Regions from separate parts of the Gossypium hirsutum genome. Here all the other regions are linked to region 3. Evidence: chromatin contacts called from public Hi-C data. All regions are on one chromosome and are shown on one strand. The core of a region is the stretch at or near the end of the contact, and the rest is flanking DNA. Distances in the headings are between cores, read along the strand shown.

Region 1 (2,975 bases), core at 252-2,751, 300 kb before region 3:
AACCCAATGATGCTTTTAAAGATTTGATTACGATTTTTTTTTGTGGTGATTTAAAATGGGGGTGTCAATAAGTTGCTCCACAGGCGATTAATATTCATTTCTAGGTTCGCATTTCCTGTGTATGGATGATTGATACTTTCGGCTTTCAATGATTCAGATATTGGAAGTTTTGATCCGATTTGAGCCATTTTGACATTGGCACATTTATGCCTCCTTGTATTGAGTATTTCTTTGATTTGGTAAATGCTTTATAGCTGTCTTGATTTGCTACCTTTGAATGATCTACAAACGCTTATTTGTTCCAGTTGCCTTCAAAGTTCCTCCATACACAGTCCCCTAAAGCTTACCGGCTACTACCTCGACCAAAAGAAATGGTGGATTTCGAGTTTCAAGCTCGGCTTTTCTCCAAGTGGTATCATCCCAATCCCATGGACAAATGGATTATCAATGAACACCCAATCTAATGTCGTTTTGGATGCAAATGAACTCTTTGAATCCCTATCCCAATGGACTGTCAATGCTTTTCAAGAGAAACAGCTCAACTCTGCATATCCATATCACAAGCCATTGAATGGATGGTAGGTAGTGATGTAGCATTTCAAAGAAACCACTCAATTTGGTGTAGTTGTTGAATAAAATGATTGACAATACAAAAGCATTATGAAGACCAAAAATAGAATCTTTATAGCATTAGTTTCAGACAATGCTTAAACGTAGCAGATTCTTTGCACAGCCATTTCCATGTATTTAACATTATAAGTTCCATGCCTACGAATTTGATCATGCAACCAAATAAAATGAAAACAAAAATTGCAATATATAATAGCATTATCAAAGTCTACAAAATCCCAGATTCCTCATCCAATAACATGAAGATAAATACTATGAAAAATGATGTCCAATAGTTGCAAACTCCGTAAATTGTAACATAACAAAGGATATCATAGCAATGAAAAACAAGACAACCTTAATCAACACTCTGCATGATATCCTCGGCAGAGAACTTAGTACCCTTATCCTTATCAGCAGCAGCCCGTCCCTTAGCCTTACGGTCCAACAACGACTTCCGGTCCTTGTCCAGCCTCAGCTTGGTAATGACAACCTTGGATGGGTTAATCCCAACGTTGACGGTCGACCCGTTAACTTTCTCCCGGGTGATGCGCTCGATGTGGATCACCCATTTGCGACGGTAGACTTGAACAACTTTCCCTTCCCGGCCTTTGTAAGTCCCACGAACCACTTGGACCTCGTCGTCCTTGCGCACTGGCATGGACCGGACGTTGTACTTGGACCTCAAATCGGATGAGAGTGGGGCGCTCATCAACACACGGCGGACCGACGAGGGTGCCGTGAAATGGGCCTTGCGGCTCTTGCGACGAGAGGAGGAGACTCGTGGGTTGTACTTCATTTTTGCTGTGGGGAAAGGGGTTTGAATCCTCTTCGACTCGGCGACGGCCAACCTAGAGTTTGAGTAGTAGGGTATTGAGAGAATATATGGCGGTAACTAGGGTAAATTTAGGATTTGTTGGGCTTTAGGACTATTTTTCTGGGCCTTTTTGTGGGTTGTGGCCTAACTTGGATTTGGATTTTCCTTTTCCCTCTCCTATCTGATTAAGATTTTTTAAACCTAATATCGGTTTTGATATTTAATATATTTATGGTTTTTTTTAATTTTATTAATTCATTCAAAGCTATTAGATATTTATTTTTGAATATATTAAAAAAAACTAATAATTTATTAGCTTAGGTGCTATTTGATAGATGTTGGAAATTTTTTAATATATTATTTAAAATTAAATGTAATCTATCAACAAACATTTTGTGTAGTGATAATTGATAAGATATATTGCATTTTCAAACGGGGAATGTAAGTTTAAACCTTATAGACAATATTGTTAGAGGAGACAATATTAAATCTCGAGCAGAAATAATAAAAAGAATGTAAAATATACAAAATATAATAATATATAATTAATTATACATAAGAAATATTTAAAATAAAATATATTATCAAATAAAACGCATTATAAATCTAAAATAAATATTATATTGAGAGTAATTGATGGTTTATGTTTCAATGAAAGTTTTTTCTTTTTTCTTTTTGGATAAATGAGAATGAAAAAGTAGATGTTAAGTAAACTTAAAGATTTTAAACGATAATATAGTCTTGAAATAGTAAAAGAATAAAATAGATATAATTAAATGCATTCTTATTTTTAATATTTTAAATTAAAAAATACTATGTAATTTTTATTATAGATGATCTAATATGACAAATGTATTGACCTTTGAGTTGAAATAAGTTTAAAACTAGCATTAATTTAAAGCTTAGATTTGTACAATCCTTTCCTGCTCTTTCCAAAACTAGCCAAAAAAAAAAAATCATCCTAAAATATGTGTTATTTTGTTATTATCTTTTTTATACTAGCTATGAAATGAGAAAATAGAGGTATACCAAATATAGGTATGTGGTTGACAAAGGTTCTAGTTAATTTTGGAATTTCTTGAACTACTTCATAACGTACCAACCTTTGTAACCCTTCAAAGTGGATATGATCAATTTTCTCGTGCCATAGTTCCAAGTTAGACACAACATCACTATCACACATGATAGATTGAATCGCCCTATAGTAATTATCAAAGGTGTGGGCTCATTCCATAATCTTCTCATCAGATTTGGTGGTTATAATACATTTGTCTTTTGTAAAGTTGACAAGCATACCTTGGTCACATAGTTGACTTATATTGACCAAGTTGGCTTTAAGATTATTAACCAGCTACAGATTCTTTAATTGAGGCATCCCAAGGACATTTAAGGTTCCTTTTCCCAGTATATGAATTTTCTTCCCATCTCCAAATGTCACCTTCCCAGCAAGACAATTCACAAAGTTAGACAAGTATAATTGATATCATCATATGTATAAAGCAACCACTATCAAAATACCAAACTCCATTAATGGTAGACTTTTGTGAAC
Region 2 (3,086 bases), core at 428-2,927, 500 kb after region 3:
TCTCACCTCAGCACGGATTTCACCAGTATCCCCAGTGAAAAGAGCAAGAAATCCCTGTGTTCTGAGCTCAAACATAATGAAACATGAGATGATGACTAAAAATAGATTATTTTCTACTGTGAAACAACGTAAAACTTCTCTAAGTCTATTATCCTATAAGGCAGACTAGCAAAGATACTGCCTATAGAAAAGTTGCACCGGATATGCATACATTGAACTCACAGTAATGTTTTCTAGGGATAAATTTTATGCTAGAGAGATAAATTTCAACAAGTTATGATGTTCATACCAGCCATATACCATGCACAAATTCTTCCCTAATAATCACAAACCAATGGTATCATCACATTTGATTGAACAACATGACAAAAGATATGTAGAGATGGTATAAAGGAACGCTACACATGTTGATCCCTAAGACATACACGTTGGAAGAAGCTACCCGCAACCATAGCAAAGAATGATCTACTTATAAGCTAATTGAGTTTAACCTTCTTCATCCCTACTCAGAGCTCTTAACATGCAGCATCCAAATTCTGAATAGAATCATCACTAGATAGCTTGAAACATGTAAATCAAATTCACCTAATTGGTTAATTCTTCCAAAATGTTACAGGTTTCTCCACCCAGGCATAGTTTTTGTTAATCTATTTATGTTTTACTTCAGAAGCAAAACAGCTGATAACAGCTCTACGCTAATTTCAGAACAATAACAGATAAACAATGGAAGAACCACTTTGCATTCTAGTTACAGAAAAAGTTAAAAAGACTCGAGAAATCATATTAAACACGGCAACAAAGCTGCAAATCTGGAAAAGGGTACATTTTTTGCCAAAGATAAGCTCGAATTTACCTGCTGTTAATGACATCAATCTCATGAAGCGTAACACAATGGACGACTTCTTTTCTTTTCTGCAGCTCTCCGTCTGGACATTGCACGAACTTTGTTTGCGGGCCCATAGCATCGTAATCCCTCGACCTTGAAAATGACCTTCCAAGCTTCGTTATTTTCCCTGAAGCTTTATCAATAGCTATCACATCTCCACTCTGCACTTTCTCTTTCCCTAATGCCTCGATCATCTTCGCCCCTAAATCGTAAACGGTCTCCATGTCCGTCGTTTTAAGCGTTAATTTTCCAGTTTTTGAAGCCGCCCCAGAAACTGCCGGCCGGTCAATCTGGATTTCAACGACTTCGCCTTCGATTATTTCAGTTTCTTCCTTGATTCTTACTCCGATGGACTTTCGAAACGCTTGCATTAAAGCTTCGGTTTTCGACATCTCAAGGGAGAAGATTTCGCTGCCAGAGAGCATAGAGAAAGGGGTTTCAAGGCCAAGGGATTTCGCCATGCCCATGGCGATGGCGGTTTTGCCGGTTCCAGGTTGGCCCGCTAATAAGATAGCACGGCCAGCAATTTTACCGTCTTTGATCATTTGGAGGATGACACCGGCAGCTTTACGAGCTTGTGCTTGGCCCACCATCCCTTCCGAGACGTCACGGGGCTCCAGAGAGGAGTCGAGGCCTAGGCCCCGTATGTGGGAATGAGCCCCAATGCGTTCGATTCGGGTCAGGTCTCGGCTCTCGGAGAGTTTCAGCTCCGCCATTGGATGATTGAGGGAGGGAAAGGCAAGGTTTTGGGTTTTGTGAGAAACTGAATTGAAATGGAAGAGAATGATGATGTAAGCTATTGATAATGCCTGTGTTCTGAACGCTTGTTTTCAGTTTTGGGTCTAGGGTAAAGTTCTAATTTTTGAATTTTTTTAGAGAGTGATGAAGAAAGCTATTAATAAAACTTGTGTTCTGAAGGCTTGTTTTCAGTTTTGGGTCTAGGGTAAAGTTCTAATTTTTGGATTTTTTAGAGTTTGGGCCTTCGGCTCCATTTGCTCCTTGAGCCCAACATTAGCTATGCAAATCGTGAACAGTTCAGTCCCCATGACATTGCTTAGTAATGATCTGCTAGAGCATTTTGGTCGAGGAGTCTTGTTTCTATCAGCTCTTTTCCCCATTTTACTAATAAAGCAAAGCAAAGATAATACATTAGGCTCCAAAATGAATCTATTGCATTTGCAGGCATGGTTGTTTTCTAGATTCTTGACCAATGAATCTATATTTCATTGGTATTTTCAAGTTCATGAATCTATTATTCTTCAACTACATCGGAGTTCTAACTGGTGGAACTACCCGAGTCTTCACAACAAGAACCCATGTTAAAGGACTTAAATTATTAAGCTTGATGGCAATTCTCTTTGACTAGATTACTTGGTGCTCTTTGTCTTGACCAGAATGCTCACCTTCAGTGGATTTCAGCCCCTCCTTAGCCAACCTTTTAGCTATCATCCTCTGTTTCAGCTTCTTCTTGGTACTACAATCACCTTCCTGCTGATCGCCTAAACAAACACCCCAAATCAATGAATTTATTTTAGTCTCCCATCTGGTTAAAGAAGAAGAAAGACCAAGTTAAAAACTTACCAGGTTTGTCACTTGAAGCAACTTGTTCCTGTCGAGCATTTTCTCGAACACCTTCAGGCTCACATTGCAATGAACCCACTCCATCTTTTTTAGATGACGGTAACAAAGGCCCAATTATCTTCCCACGACAAAAAGCATCTTCTTTGAGCTTTTTCTTTCGAAGTCTTTTCCTTTGAGCTCTACTCAGCTTCTGAGTCTCAGATTGACTTCCGTCATCTTCGTCGGCAGTCTTTGGGGAACTACACTTGTCCTCCTCAGAATCATCTGCCACCCAAATTTGATTACATTTTCTAATCTAAATTATTTGATGTTAAATAATTTTTTAATCACCTGGGAAGTCGACAGCCCTCTGTGATGTGATCAGCTGTTTCTTTTCCTCTTCCTCCTCAGATTCCGGTGGAGATGGCGGTGGATAGAGTGTTCTAAGAACAGCCTCATGGAATCTTTTTCGTTTCTCTTCACGTCTCATTAAAGACCACTCGTTCGCAGTATCCGGTGTGTGTTAAAACTTGGACAATTGGTGAATATTCTCTTCAAGTCTCGTTGAAGACCACTACTTTTGCAGTATTGTGGGATTATTTTAGAAATATTTTCGTAGCAGGATTAATTAACAAATTTC
Region 3 (3,202 bases), core at 507-3,006:
GTAAAATTTGGAGCACACGCAGACGCAGAGGATAAAAAAAAGGGTAAATTACACCAACAGTTACTCAACTTTAGGGTAGCTGACAAAACAGTCAAGTTTCAATTCAGTCACTGAACTTTCAAAAAATAACAAAACGGTCATACTAACTGTTTTTCGTTATGTCTGTAATGGTGCTATCCTTTTCCGTTATTCACTTAACAGAAAGGCCATTTTCCATCCCCCTCCTTCTTCCGCAGCATCCATCCCCTATCACAAACCCCTTCATTTTTTTGCAGACCTCCCCACCATTGCCCTCTCCCTCTCTTCCCCCTATTCCTTCTTCACCATTATTCCCAAGGAAAATGAACCCCAAGAAGACAGCAAGAGTGTGGCCACAAAGACCGAACCTTTATGCCATATGCATCATGCTTGCACGCTGAATGTTACCACATTTCCAAATAAAGCCTGAAATGAAATTGGTCTCAATTACAAAGCTTCGATTTGCCTAAATGACAAAGCTAACATGGGGAGTTGCAGTTTGCTTACTGAGTAGATCACAGAAATAAGCTCGATATCAAGACTCAACATCCAAGCGTTTGGGTCTCTTTCAAAATCAAAGTAACCAATGCAGATTGAATGGACCCAAAGAGGCAATAGAAGGAAACCAACATTATCTCTAATGGATACCCTTTCAGAACTGCAGCCTTCAAATTTAGTAGGGAAAGTATCAATTTGAAGTAGCCAAGCATCGTGGATTATGAAATAGCATATTAAATTACCTGACCAATGATTTTTGTTGAAAGTGACAAAGAGGCAGTAGCGATGAAGAGGCCACCAATGAGCCAATTGTTAGATGTTGTTAACATGGTAGAAAGAGATCGGTGTAAATGCGGTTGAATTCATGGAGAAAGTATTGGCATAGTAGCAAATATTAAAGACAGCTAATTATGCCTTATACTACAAAAATAAATGGCATAGCAGTAGAGACGAACCTGAAGATAACAGCAAGCAAGAAAGTGAAAGCTGGGATTAAGTTGGCTAGAGCAGAAGCAAGGGTTGGAGAGCTGTATCTTACACCAATGATTACACAGTTTTGCATCAAAGTGATCCTGCAAAAAGCCCAGTTTTATAACCCAATTTTTTCACCAATAAAGGAATTATTGAACTATTTTTAGATTTAATTACATATCCAGCAATGCTTAAACAGAAAATTTTGCACAAAAAAGATAAAGTAATTGGTGGCTGCTTTTTCTTGCAAAGAAGTCCCAAAATAGAAATAATACCATTAATTGCTCATCCATTGATTTAATTGATAGATAGATGAGAACCTTGTGAAGAAAAAAGCTGCTGGAAGAAGAATGAGAGAAGCCAGAGCATTTGACTAGATGACAAGGACAAAATGGCTCATTCCTTTGGACATGGAAACTTTGTTGAGGGTTAGAGAAATGATGGTGAAGAAGGAATAGAGAGGAGAAGGGGAGAGGGCAATGGTGGGGAAGTCTGCAAAAAAATAAAGGTGCTTGTGATAGGGGGAGGGATGGTGGGGAAGAAGGAGGGGGATGAGAGAGGGATGGAAAATAGCTTTTCTGTTAAGTGAATAACGGAAAATGATAGCACCGTTACAACATAACGGAAAGTGGTTAGTAGTGACCGTTTTATTATTTTTTGAAAGTTCAGTGACTGAATTGAAATTTGAGTGATTGAATTAAAATTTGAGTGACTATTTTGTCAGCTTCTCTAAAGTTATATTTTAAAATTTTGAGATATTTCATGTAGGTGAAATGTTAGAAGGATAATGGTACAAACTCCGGTGGAAGCAATATGGACGCTTCAATAGTCCCATCTCCTAAGCTCCCGCCTCCCCACTTCGAACCTAACACTGAAAACATCAAACGGAGGCTTCTCCGGAAAGGCGTTTACCCTACTCCCAAAATTGTTAGAACTCTCAGGAAAAGGGAAATTCTCAAACATAACCGCAAAACTAAACAACCCCAGCCTGAAACCCCATCCCTCTCCGCTTCCGAACTCCAGTCTTTGGCTGAAGCGTCTCACTTTTTAACCCTAAAACGCGAGTACAGACGCTTCTCGAAAGCTCTCAACCCAAAAGGGAGTGCCAGAGTCCTTCCTTGGCGGGAAAACCATGGGAGAGAATCGAGGGACCCAAACTCCGGGACCTCGTTTCAGAAGACGAAGAGTTCCACGGGGAGAGCTTGAAGAGACAGAACCTTAAAGAACTCAAAGAAATGTTCGAAGAGGATCTCCGTTGGGTCCTGGAGGATGATGTTGACGTGGAAGACGATGATTGTCTGTTACCCACTGAAAAGCAAATGCAGGACTTGGGCCCTTCAAAACGTTGGCGTAACGAGAAAGAAGCAATTCGATTCCTTGTTGACAGGTTTCGGTTTTTTGTGCTTTCATTTTCTTTTATCATCAATTTCCTGTATTTTTCACTTTTTTTTTTCATTATAATTCCAGGTTAAGTGAGAGGGAGATAACGGAAAGGCATTGGAAATTTGTAAGGATAATGAAGCAATCAGGGTTGCAATTTACAGAGTGGCAGTTACTTAGGATTGTTGAAGGACTTGGAAAGAACGGGAAATGGAGGCAGGCAATGGCCATTGTCCAATGGCTGTATGGCAATAAGGAGCGTAAAGATTTCAAAAGCAGGTGATGCTTCTTCCCTTTGCATTCATTTCAATCAATTTGCAAATTTTTTTTATTTAAAATTTGTGATTATTTCTTTTTCGGCTTACCAATGTTAGTTGGAAGTAAAGTAATTAGACAATTAGGTAGTTTGGTGTTGGATATGAGGTCATAAGATTGTACAATATATGAACTTATTGAAGCTTCTTGTAGGTTTGTTTACACAAAACTGTTGTCAGTTCTTGGGAAGGCGAGGCGACCCCAGGAAGCTCTTCAGATTTTCAAGCTGATGCTTGTTAGTATTCACTTTCACTATTTTATTTTATGCAGCGGGTGATCCTTTTGCCTAATTATGATATGCTGGCTCAATACCTAGTCTTGACTTTTTTAGGGAGACTGCCTTATATATCCCGATTTAGCTGCATATCACAGTATTGCTGTTACATTGGGGCAAGCTGGTCTTTTGAAGGAATTGCTGAACATAATCGAGTGCATGAGACAGAAACCTTCTAAAAGAATTAAAAATATGCGACGCAAGAACTGGGATCCAGTGCTTGAACCTGATCTGGTTGTATATAAT

Evidence for each region. A called contact is a pair of places that touch in the nucleus more often than the background predicts.
Region 1: a contact with region 3 is called in a Hi-C map of leaf, with 2.0 times the contacts expected there. The contact joins the promoter of LOC107899345 here to the promoter of LOC107899277 in region 3. A contact is called at or near these places in 4 of 34 Hi-C or Micro-C datasets (callus and leaf).
Region 2: a Hi-C map of leaf shows a contact between it and region 3, with 1.5 times the contacts expected there. The contact joins the promoter of LOC107893145 here to the promoter of LOC107899277 in region 3. A contact is called at or near these places in 2 of 34 Hi-C or Micro-C datasets (both in leaf).

Annotation. Positions count from the first base shown.
Region 1 is chrA11:62,408,016-62,410,990 of Gossypium_hirsutum_v2.1, reverse strand. It overlaps LOC107899345 (60S ribosomal protein L26-1), which reads right to left and starts at 1,501. Exons shown (of 1, transcript XM_016825033.2): 1 at 794-1,501. The coding sequence starts at 1,408. The coding sequence ends at 968. It also overlaps the pseudogene LOC107899339.
Region 2 is chrA11:61,612,687-61,615,772 of Gossypium_hirsutum_v2.1, reverse strand. LOC107893145 (ruvB-like 2) reads right to left here and starts at 1,677. Exons shown (of 2, transcript XM_041081829.1): 1 at 854-1,677; 2 at 1-61. The coding sequence starts at 1,602. It overlaps LOC107957876, which reads right to left. Exons shown (of 4, transcript XM_016893490.2): 1 at 2,798-3,086; 2 at 2,468-2,731; 3 at 2,290-2,385; 4 at 1,643-2,008. The coding sequence starts at 2,936. The coding sequence ends at 1,941.
Region 3 is chrA11:62,107,714-62,110,915 of Gossypium_hirsutum_v2.1, reverse strand. It overlaps LOC107899277 (pentatricopeptide repeat-containing protein At5g67570, chloroplastic-like), which reads left to right and starts at 1,756. Exons shown (of 10, transcript XM_016824949.2): 1 at 1,756-2,098; 2 at 2,101-2,374; 3 at 2,455-2,646; 4 at 2,836-2,917; 5 at 3,014-3,202. The coding sequence starts at 1,801. LOC107899286 (a long non-coding RNA gene) reads right to left here and starts at 1,682. Exons shown (of 4, transcript XR_005905090.1): 1 at 1,263-1,682; 2 at 972-1,088; 3 at 526-758; 4 at 1-444.